2 separate regions of the Mus musculus genome follow, and region 1 is linked to region 2. Evidence: chromatin contacts called from public HiChIP or PLAC-seq data. All regions are on one chromosome and are shown on one strand. The core of a region is the stretch at or near the end of the contact, and the rest is flanking DNA. Distances in the headings are between cores, read along the strand shown. Region 1 holds the start of Fyn (Fyn proto-oncogene). Region 2 has its middle 45 kb from the start of Gm31616.

What was found. HiChIP or PLAC-seq counts read pairs in DNA pulled down with a chosen protein or histone mark.
Region 1: a contact with region 2 is called in an H3K4me3 HiChIP or PLAC-seq map of bone marrow-derived macrophages, with 2.0 times the contacts expected there. The contact joins the promoter of Fyn here to the enhancer-like site in region 2. A contact is called at or near these places in 5 of 39 promoter capture datasets (3T3-L1-derived adipocytes, the C10 cell line, embryonic stem cells and 2 more), 11 of 484 Hi-C or Micro-C datasets (the HL-1 cell line, Th1 cells, embryonic fibroblasts and 7 more), 8 of 115 datasets of contacts at active chromatin or transcription factors (CD8 T cells, bone marrow-derived macrophages, effector CD8 T cells and 4 more) and 1 of 9 other capture datasets (adipose tissue).

The regions. Positions count from the first base shown.
Region 1 is chr10:39,367,690-39,372,027 of GRCm38.p6, reverse strand. It overlaps Fyn (Fyn proto-oncogene), which reads right to left and starts at 2,229. Exons shown (of 14, transcript NM_001122893.1): 1 at 1,838-2,229. Gm31616 (predicted gene, 31616) reads left to right here and starts at 2,416. Exons shown (of 2, transcript NR_168583.1): 1 at 2,416-2,533; 2 at 3,423-4,312.
Region 2 is chr10:39,322,438-39,327,110 of GRCm38.p6, reverse strand. No RefSeq gene overlaps it. Among named protein-coding and RNA genes, the nearest start is that of Gm31616, 45 kb to the left of the region's middle. Within about 2 kb of position 2,605, at least 14 of the 459 cell types and tissues checked have an H3K27ac peak or open chromatin away from gene starts, as enhancers often do. A contact at or near this core is called in the HL-1 cell line and bone marrow-derived macrophages, where this site is marked.

The DNA.
Region 1 (4,338 bases), core at 980-3,479, 45 kb before region 2:
CTGTGTGTGTATATGTATAAATATATATGTTCCACAAAAGATGTCAGCTTAATGGATCACAACTCTTTTCAGATAAAACAGCTAAAGAGTAAACTTGGGACAGTTTCGTTACTTTCAACAGTTGAGACCCCACAACCCAGGAATCAGCAGATCAGACCTAAGTTTTGACAAACTAAGCCTGAGACTTACATTAACATTTCTACCTTCAGAGGAACACCATAGGTTCTGAACTCAGACATCTACATCCCCTGTTCATAATTAACTAGACCCAAAGTGTGAGAGTTGAAACCACTTCCTCCAAGTCTGAATGTGTGGTACTCACTGGGTAGAGCCAGACAGGGAGACTGAGCACAAAGGGTGAGAGGCCGGATGTGAGCTTCCAAAGTCAACCTTGAAGCAGACAAGTGGTACACCTCCAGGGTCTTCCAAACGCCAGCCCAAGTGCTTGCTATCCATGGCCCCAGTTTCTTAAATAAAAGGGCTAGGCAGCATTGCTGGGCAGACCAGAGCACATTTCAAAAGACTTCACTCAGCAAAGAGGCCTTGGACTTTAGGGAATCCAGTCAGGCTGCCTCACTCGTGTTAAACAGTTTGATTCTGACTCAGACACAAAATTCTTCTGATCCCTCATCAATTTATCCTGTCTCAGGTATCAGTAACTATCCCCCAAGAAGAAAAGGGGGGAAATGAGGGATAGGGGAAGGTTCCTTGAAAGTATAGCAACTCCTAAAACAGCTGAAATAATCCCCCCCACCACCACCTTAAATAGAGAAAACTGCAGTTGCCACTCAATGCTACCAGTCTGTAAACACAGCTAAATGCCTGCACCTGCCACCCGGGATCCGGGAGCCTTCATTTTTTGGTAAGTGTGGCAGAAAAGACTAAGAGATCAACTGCTTCACCAGAAAGAAAGGGACGCCCCAGGGATGAGACACAAGAAGCATGGTGCCCTGGGTACTTTATGTGTCTCTCCTCTATGAACTGAAAGGGCTCTTTGTGTCACACACACACTCACACACACACACACACAGAATGAGTCTGATTTATTAGAGGAAGGAGGGGCAAAACGGGTGATTTTATTATCCCTCCTCCCAGTGAGTCCCAGCAAACGCCTCCTGGGCCCAAGCTTGGTGGCCTCTTTCTAGCTCAGTCAGTCCCTGTGGCCTCAAAGATAAGAGAGCCTAGAGGAGACCAAACAAAACCGTCTACCGACCTAGGGAAGTAGGGAGGAAATCCAGCGTGTCGAGAAGGGAGGAGAAATAAGCTTGAGAGAGCAAAAGGGGTGGGGGGACAGAGGAAGAGGAGGCAAGGCCAGACACAGGGGAAAGGGGAAGGGTGGGTGGGTGGTAGCACAGGAAGGGTGAAGGGGAGGGTGGGGGAAGTGCAAGGGAGGTTCCAGAAATAGGCAGGAGGATGCGCTGGGGAACGGCAAGGGCCACCGAGGGAGGAAGCCGAGAGGTGGAGGAGTGGGGCAGGGGTTGGGTGGGGAGGAAAGCAGCACGGGGCATCAATTATTAAGTGATTACATCATCCCTGACATTAAAACAACACACACAGCCCTGGTCCCCGCGGGGGGCCGCGAAAGGAGGGCGGGGGCGGAGCTGGGCCAACCTCACCCCCAAGCCAATTCCTATTTTCCACCCGGCACCCGCCGGCGGCCGAGGAAAGACACCCCGGTGCCTGCGCAGCCTCGGGGCGGCACCCCGCATCAGTGTCCTGCGTCGCGGGGCGCCCTGGAGGCTGCGCGGCGGGACCGCAGCGGGAGCAGCCCGTGCGGGGGCGCTGGGCCGGGCGTCTCCGCAGCATCCCGAGGCTCCGCGCATCCCCTGTCGCTTACCTGCTTGGCTTGGCGCTCAGCTCCGGAGCACATTCACATGGTCCTCTCCCCGCCCTCCTCCGGCGCGGCCCAGGCGGCTCCCGCGGCTCCGCGGCGGGGCCCAGGAGCTCGTGGGCCTCGCGAAGCGCCGAGGGGGCGGCGCCGGTGTCCCCGGCCCGGCAGCCCGGTCCCTCCCTGGCGCGGGTGGCGGCTTTGTGTGTGCCCGGGGAGTCCTCGAAACGCTCCGGCTAGAGGCGGCCTCGCTGAGCTCTTGACCAGCGGGCGGGTCTCGGAGGCCCGGCGCACGGCGACCCCTCCTCCTCTCTGCGGAGCCCCCTCCCCGCCGGCTGCGCTCCTGACAGATGGCGCAACTGCACCGACGCGCCGCCGCCACCGCCGCGGCTTCTCGCAGCTACTCTCGCTGATGCTCGGGCTGCTCCGGATCCCGAGGGGTTCGAGAGGGGGCGGGACACGCCCTGAGACTGTCAGGTCTTTCTGCCCTATCAAAGGGCCCGCTGAGGGCTGAGCGCCGGCAGCCATTGGTGAATGCGTCGGAGGCGGGACGGCCATGGGTGGGGCCGCCGAGTGGGTTGAGCTTTACAGTGGTGGCGGGCAGCCTGCGGTGCGCACGGCCACAGGGTGTGTGAGAGGATGCGAGGTTGGCGGAGAAGGAAGAGTTGTGTGTCTGAGGATCGTGTGGAGTTGCGAGTTGGTGAGGTGGGCAGGAGAGTGCGCAGGGAATGAGCTGCTTTCCACTTTGCCAGTGGAGACTGGCACCTGCCACTCCAGCCTCACAGCCATGGGAACCTATTTCTCCAAAGAGATAGCCTCGCCTTTGAGAGTGGGAGGATAAAATGGAAAGGTGTTAAGAATGGCGATGGCAAATTAGGGAAGTGAGGAGCAAAGTAGAGAAGTACCATTGCAGAAACTGGGAAAGCTAGGACCAGCAAACGCACAACAAATAGTAAGAAATTAATGACTTGTTAGTCTCATTTTCTTGGGTACCCAAATATGCTCCCCGCCCCCCCCCCCACACCTACCCCAGGAAAAGTGAAAGAGAAGTATGACTGAAATTCAAGGGGCCTGCAACAAAGAGTCCCAAAACCACCCAGTAGAGATTGCTTGTGCTTTTCCCTAGCTGTTTACCAGTGGCCATTGCTCGTCTGGCTCCTTGGGGCATTCAAACTTCTCTTGGTTTTCTTGTTTTCGCTGGTGGCTGAGCTGAGCTTTTTGCTCAGATTTTCCTTGACGAAATAATAGCCGGGTTGGTCTGCAGTCTTTATTTCCGATTCAGCTTTTCTATGGCAGGATGTAACTTCATAAAAAGAAACATTTTGCCTTCCTGATTTTCTTTATAGGCAATTCCTGTTTACTGAGAACTCTGTTTTAAGACATGTTCAGAATCATTTTCTTTAATGATTTTGGTAAGAAACTCATCCCTCCCCCTCAGCAAATCTAATCTTCTAAGAAGTAAGTTTAAGCGAAGCAGCCTTGGCTTCCTTAGGCGCTCAAGGTCTGTGTTATCTTTCCTGCTCAGTACATTTCCCCTGTAGTTTAAAAATACCAGTCTCTTTTGCTGACTTTTTTTTCTTTGTCTTTTCCGCAGTGCTCTTTTGAGAAATTTGCTGCTATTCAGTAAATGATCCTCATGTGATGGACGAGGAAACTGAGGACAAGAGAAGGTGACACTGAGGAATTCCATGTCCGATCTCTTCCTGAAACCTGGAGCAGATGGTACTAAGTCACTCCATTGTTAATAATTTCTTTGAGAGGAGTCTCATTTTTGGCATCTGCAGCATAATAGCTTCTTCACGTAATTAGTGGACCAATAAGAGGCAAAATGATTAAATGACAAATTAACCAACTCCCAGCAAGACTCTGTTCTGTTTTTTTCTCTTTACTTACTTTTGAAAAAAATAAATAAAAACAAAAAAACAGGAAAACCCCACAACTCTTCCTCCGGATAGCTTTAAAGGGATTCTGTCTCCACAAGAAGATTTGCTGATGTTGTGAACAAGTGAGAAAGCCCTGGAAAGATGTTAGCATTATTTCCCATTTTGATCTGCTCCCAAAGGTCATCAAAGTAGATTTGACTTAAACAGTGTCCTCAGCCTACCCAAGGCAAGCCATGCTTTGTTCTAAACCTGAAATTTTATTTTCTTACAGGCAGTATCTATTACCCAACAAATGGAGAGACATTGTTCTAGAATTTCTCTTAGATTTGGTTGTTATTTGCTTGGGTTTTTGTTTGTTCTGTTTCTCTCACCTTTAAGTCCCCTGTTTCTAGTCTAGTGTTCTTTTTTGGTTTGTCTAATCTGTGTTTCCTGTTTTGCTTTCAATGTATATTTAGTGTTATTAGCTAAGCTGTTTCCCATTTTGAGATTTTTGTTTTCTTACCAATCAAACAAGAAAATAAAAATGGTTACTGAAACTGGAAAAAAAAACTAATGTGCAAGGAAGGGAGATGGATCAGTGAATAAATGGCTTGCTGCTGTACACATGAGACTGAGTCTGAGTCCCCA
Region 2 (4,673 bases), core at 1,356-3,855:
TTGTACTTGGGGAGGAGCTCCTGGGTAGGGAGTGTGGGATTGGAGGGTCAGCTTCTGTAATGATCACCCATTGAAAAGGGTCACTTCAAAAATATAGTCATTAAGGTAAGACATGCAAATTAGTTTGGAAAGACATGCTACCAATCAGATAGTGAACTACCTAAAGTCTTTTCACTCCTACTCCTAAAATGGTATCTTGGCTAGAGCTGGTCATTCATTCACTCATTCATTCATTTGCTCATTCGTTCATTCACTCACTTATTCATTCATTTATTTACTCATTCATGCATTCACTCATTCATTAACTCACTCATCAATTCATTCACTTACTCACTCATTCATTCACTCATTCATTTATTCACTCACTCACCCACTCACCTCATTTTTTTTCTCCAAGTACCAGGACTCTATCTGAAACTATTTTCTTTGGCTCAGCTCTTGACTTCTGTGAACTCTGGGCAGATGTTGCCCCCCTCATGGTGGCTGCTGATCACCAGCTTATCTTCCTTTCCCTTCTCTGAGATAATTTCCAACTATCAGCTGATGAAAACTAGAACCTGCTTCCTTTTGTGCCGATAGGCAGCAGATCCTGGGAGCATCTGTCTTGTTGTATAAAGCACTTTAATTTTGCATTTAAATTCCAAAAATCCCTTAGATGCTATCATTTGCAAACTGACTCCAGAAATACCAAATCATAAGGAAATTACAGCACAATAAGTATTTTAATCACTTTTTATTGCTTGCAATCAACTTGACAAATAAAAAAAATTACTGGAGTATTATTTCTTAAAGCATCCGGTAATTAGGTCTCTTGTTTCCCATCTTCCTGGAACCCAGTGAGCTTTGCAGGACATGCTGCTGAAGTCTAAAGTAACAGGCATAAGAGCTGCCTCGTCTCTGCACAAACGTGAATTTCTTTATTAAGAAACCTTTTTAAAAATCTTTCAGGGACTGGAGTCGTAGCTCAGTGATAAACTGCAAGGGTAGCTCTTGCAGAAGAGCAGAGTTTGATTCCCAGCACCCGCCAGAGGCAGTCACAACCACCTGTAACTCCAGCTGAGGGGACCCGCCGACAACTCTCACCTCTTCCCTTGGACAGCTGTGCTCACCTGTGCACACTCTCACACAGGCACACATCCAAATACAGAAATAAAAATAACACAAACAAATTTAAAAAATGAAAGCCTTCCTGCTGTGTGTGGTGGTACATGCCTGGAATCCCAGCACTCAGGAGGATTATCAGTTTGAGACTAGCATAGGCTACCCAGAAAAATCATATCTCAAAACAAAAACAAAACAACAGACAAACAAACAAACTCAAACATGGGCCAGCAAATGATTCAGAAGGTAAGTCATGCAAGTCTGATGACCTGAGTGAGGGGCGGGGGGAGTGACAGCAAAAGTTCCTTCTAATTAGCACGTGTGTATACACACACACACACACACACAAATACATGCTCACATATATATACATCCTCACACACACACAAATGCTCACACACTCACAAACATACACACATTCATACATTTATACACACTCACACATATACACACGCTCACACACATATACACATTCACACACACACTCACAAATGTATACACACTCATATATATATATATATATACATATACATATACATATACATATATATATATACACACACACACTCACACACATTCATACATTCACACACACACTCACAAACATATACACACTCACATGTATATACACACTCACACACATACACACATTCACACACACACTCACAAACATATACACTCACACATATACACTCATTCATTCATATACATACTCACACATGTATACACACACTCACAAACACACACACTCATACATATATACACACTCACACATACACACACACTCACAAACATACACACACATATATACACACACTCATACACATACACTCATATTCACACACATACATACACACCTGGACACACACTCTTAAGTACATAGATACAACCTGAAACTTCTAAAGCTTTTATCAGTGTTCCTTTGGGAATCTTATATTTTGAATAATAGCATATCTGTGTGCGGTGGTATGTACATGCAATACCAGCATTCTGGAGGCAGAGGCAAGAGGATTACCACAAATTCAAGATCAGCCTGGTCTGTATACCAAGTACCAGGCCAATTAGGGCATCATAATGAGACTGTCTCAACTAATAAAATAGATAGATAGATAGACAGACAGACAGGTAAAAACAGTATAATTGCAGGCCCCTGAAAGGTGTTTCTTGGCAGCACTCTCCTGCCCACCTCTGATCTTCCTGAGAAATCCACAGAGGGTAGTCTCTTCTCTCTGGGCATGTGCCCCAAACTTCCCTCTCTTTCCTGCATCCCTGTTACATCTCCTTCTTCCCTTTTTATTTTCTTTGTATCTTAAAAAGACAGATTTAGATATTCAAAAAAAGAATGATTATTATCTGGGAGGACATTGTCTCATCATCCTTTCCAAGGTGGAAGAGAACACATTATTTTTAGTTTCTTAGACAGACATTCCTAACAGGATAGTGAAATTATCTGTCATCTGTGACATCAGACTTTAGGGAGGTCTGCGGTCACACAGTAATTTGAAAGTTGCAGTTGGAATCTGATGAAATCACAGGGGGTGTTGCAAGAGACACCCTTGCAGAAATTTCAAAGTGATCTGAAGGCTGCTTAGTTAATGTATTGGCTTAAATATATTTTCTGTGTACTTCTTGCAAAGTCTAATTAGCATGCATGTTCTGTCACACTGTAGGTATTGTCGGTGGCTTTTTATAAATAAGCACTTGCTTCCTAATGACTCCATGAAACTGAATGCCAGCCACATATGTGCTCACCTTTAATCATGGTGCAGCTCTGCCAAAGACTTAATTACAAAGGAAAGGTGGGATCCTTTCCCGCTGGCTTTACACGCCTCCATCAGGCGTGTTGCATTGTGGGACATTAGGACGTCACTGTGTTTATCTCAATGCCAACAATACTTGCTTTCATGTACATTATATTCGTTGATTATTTCTATCTTTAGTGAGCAAGATCTATATCAGGTACTGTTCTGGAGTCTGAAGATAGGGAGAAATACCAGAAGACAGTTCACCCAATGTTTGCAGTCTGGATCTAACTAACCACCACTCTTAAGTTGAAGCACTCCAAGTGAGCCGCGTAGAGTAAGGGGGCCTGGCCAGGGATTTTTGGGAACAAATTTATTGGTGTAAAACCTCTATGTAACACTGTCAGCAATTTCATGATGTTATGAGTTATAAAAACCAGAAATGTATTTAAGAAGGAAAAAATACCTGGACTCTTCTCAATTAGGATAAAGTAACTATTATAGATATGTTGCCTGAAGGCAGTGTCTTAAAAGTTTAGTTTCCAGCATTTGGTCCTACTGGGTGACAGTAGACCATTTTAAGAGACGTGGCCCATTGGGAGGGTAGTTAAATCACATAGGGTATGTCCTTAAAGGGAATACTGGGACTGGATACCAAGAAAAGAGCAGCTACCTCCACCATGCACTTTGACATATGAGTCTCTCTCCCCTCAGGCCCCAAAATAAGGAACCATTTGGATCATGAGCCAAAAAAACCCTTCCCTCCTAAAGTTGATTTGCCTTAGTGTTTGTCACAGTAGCAGGAAGCTCACACAACAGCGCTCTGCAAAGTGCTTTATGAACTCATCAATGCTGCAAGACATAGGAGCTTCTGTTTGTATAGTTGACCATCAGTTAGATGCTCTGCATATAGTGGACCACCAGTGAGATGCTCTGTGTATAATGGACCATCAGTGAGATGCTCTGCATATAGTGGACCACCAGTGAGATGTTCTATGTATAATGGACCAGTAGTGAGATTCTCTGTGTATAGTTTACCAGAAGTGAGGTGTTTCGATAGGAATGAATTCTTCTGATTTGAAACTTAATGTTTTCAGAAATCAGTGCAGGATCTGTGATTCTGGAAGGAGACATGGATGAAAGTGCAAACGGCATGTGATGGTGGTAAGGCACAGCCCTGCCCCTCCTTTCCTCCTGGCCAATTCTGGTCTTCGCCCTATATATTATCCTCAGAGAGACTCTTCAAAGGACAACTCCATTTACTTACCTCAAACCATCACAGTCAAACTGACATTGCAATTCTATAGTATTTGGTTTCAATAAGACAAAAATAAACACAAATTACATCCACTTAACTTTATTTTAAATCATCTGCTGGGATTCTAGTCTCCTTCTAGAAACATAATTGTGTATCAGTTAACAATCCAGCATAAGAAGATTATAGGTATAATTTAGGGTGGAAAATGACTAGGGAACATTTTCTATAATTGTAAATTGAAATGAACTCTTTAGAAACAGCTAAATGACTTTTGGCAATGCTAAATCCTAGCCAAACCAACTAAAGATGGTTGTTGAGACATCTAGCTCCCTAGATTAGTCTTTGCTACATACTAGGAGGCTAATAAGGTTTCAGTCGTCTTTCTTTTGCTTCTTTTAGCTTGTCTATCTCCCCTACTCTTACATTTTTGCGGATGTCTGTCTTGTTTCAGTCAGGATCTAGATCTGGCTGTGGTGGACAGACATCCAAAACAGCAGAGGCTTAAATAATGAGAAGAGTTTGATTTTTTTCCATAATTGAGTTCAAGATGTCTGAAGGAATCTATTTTACTG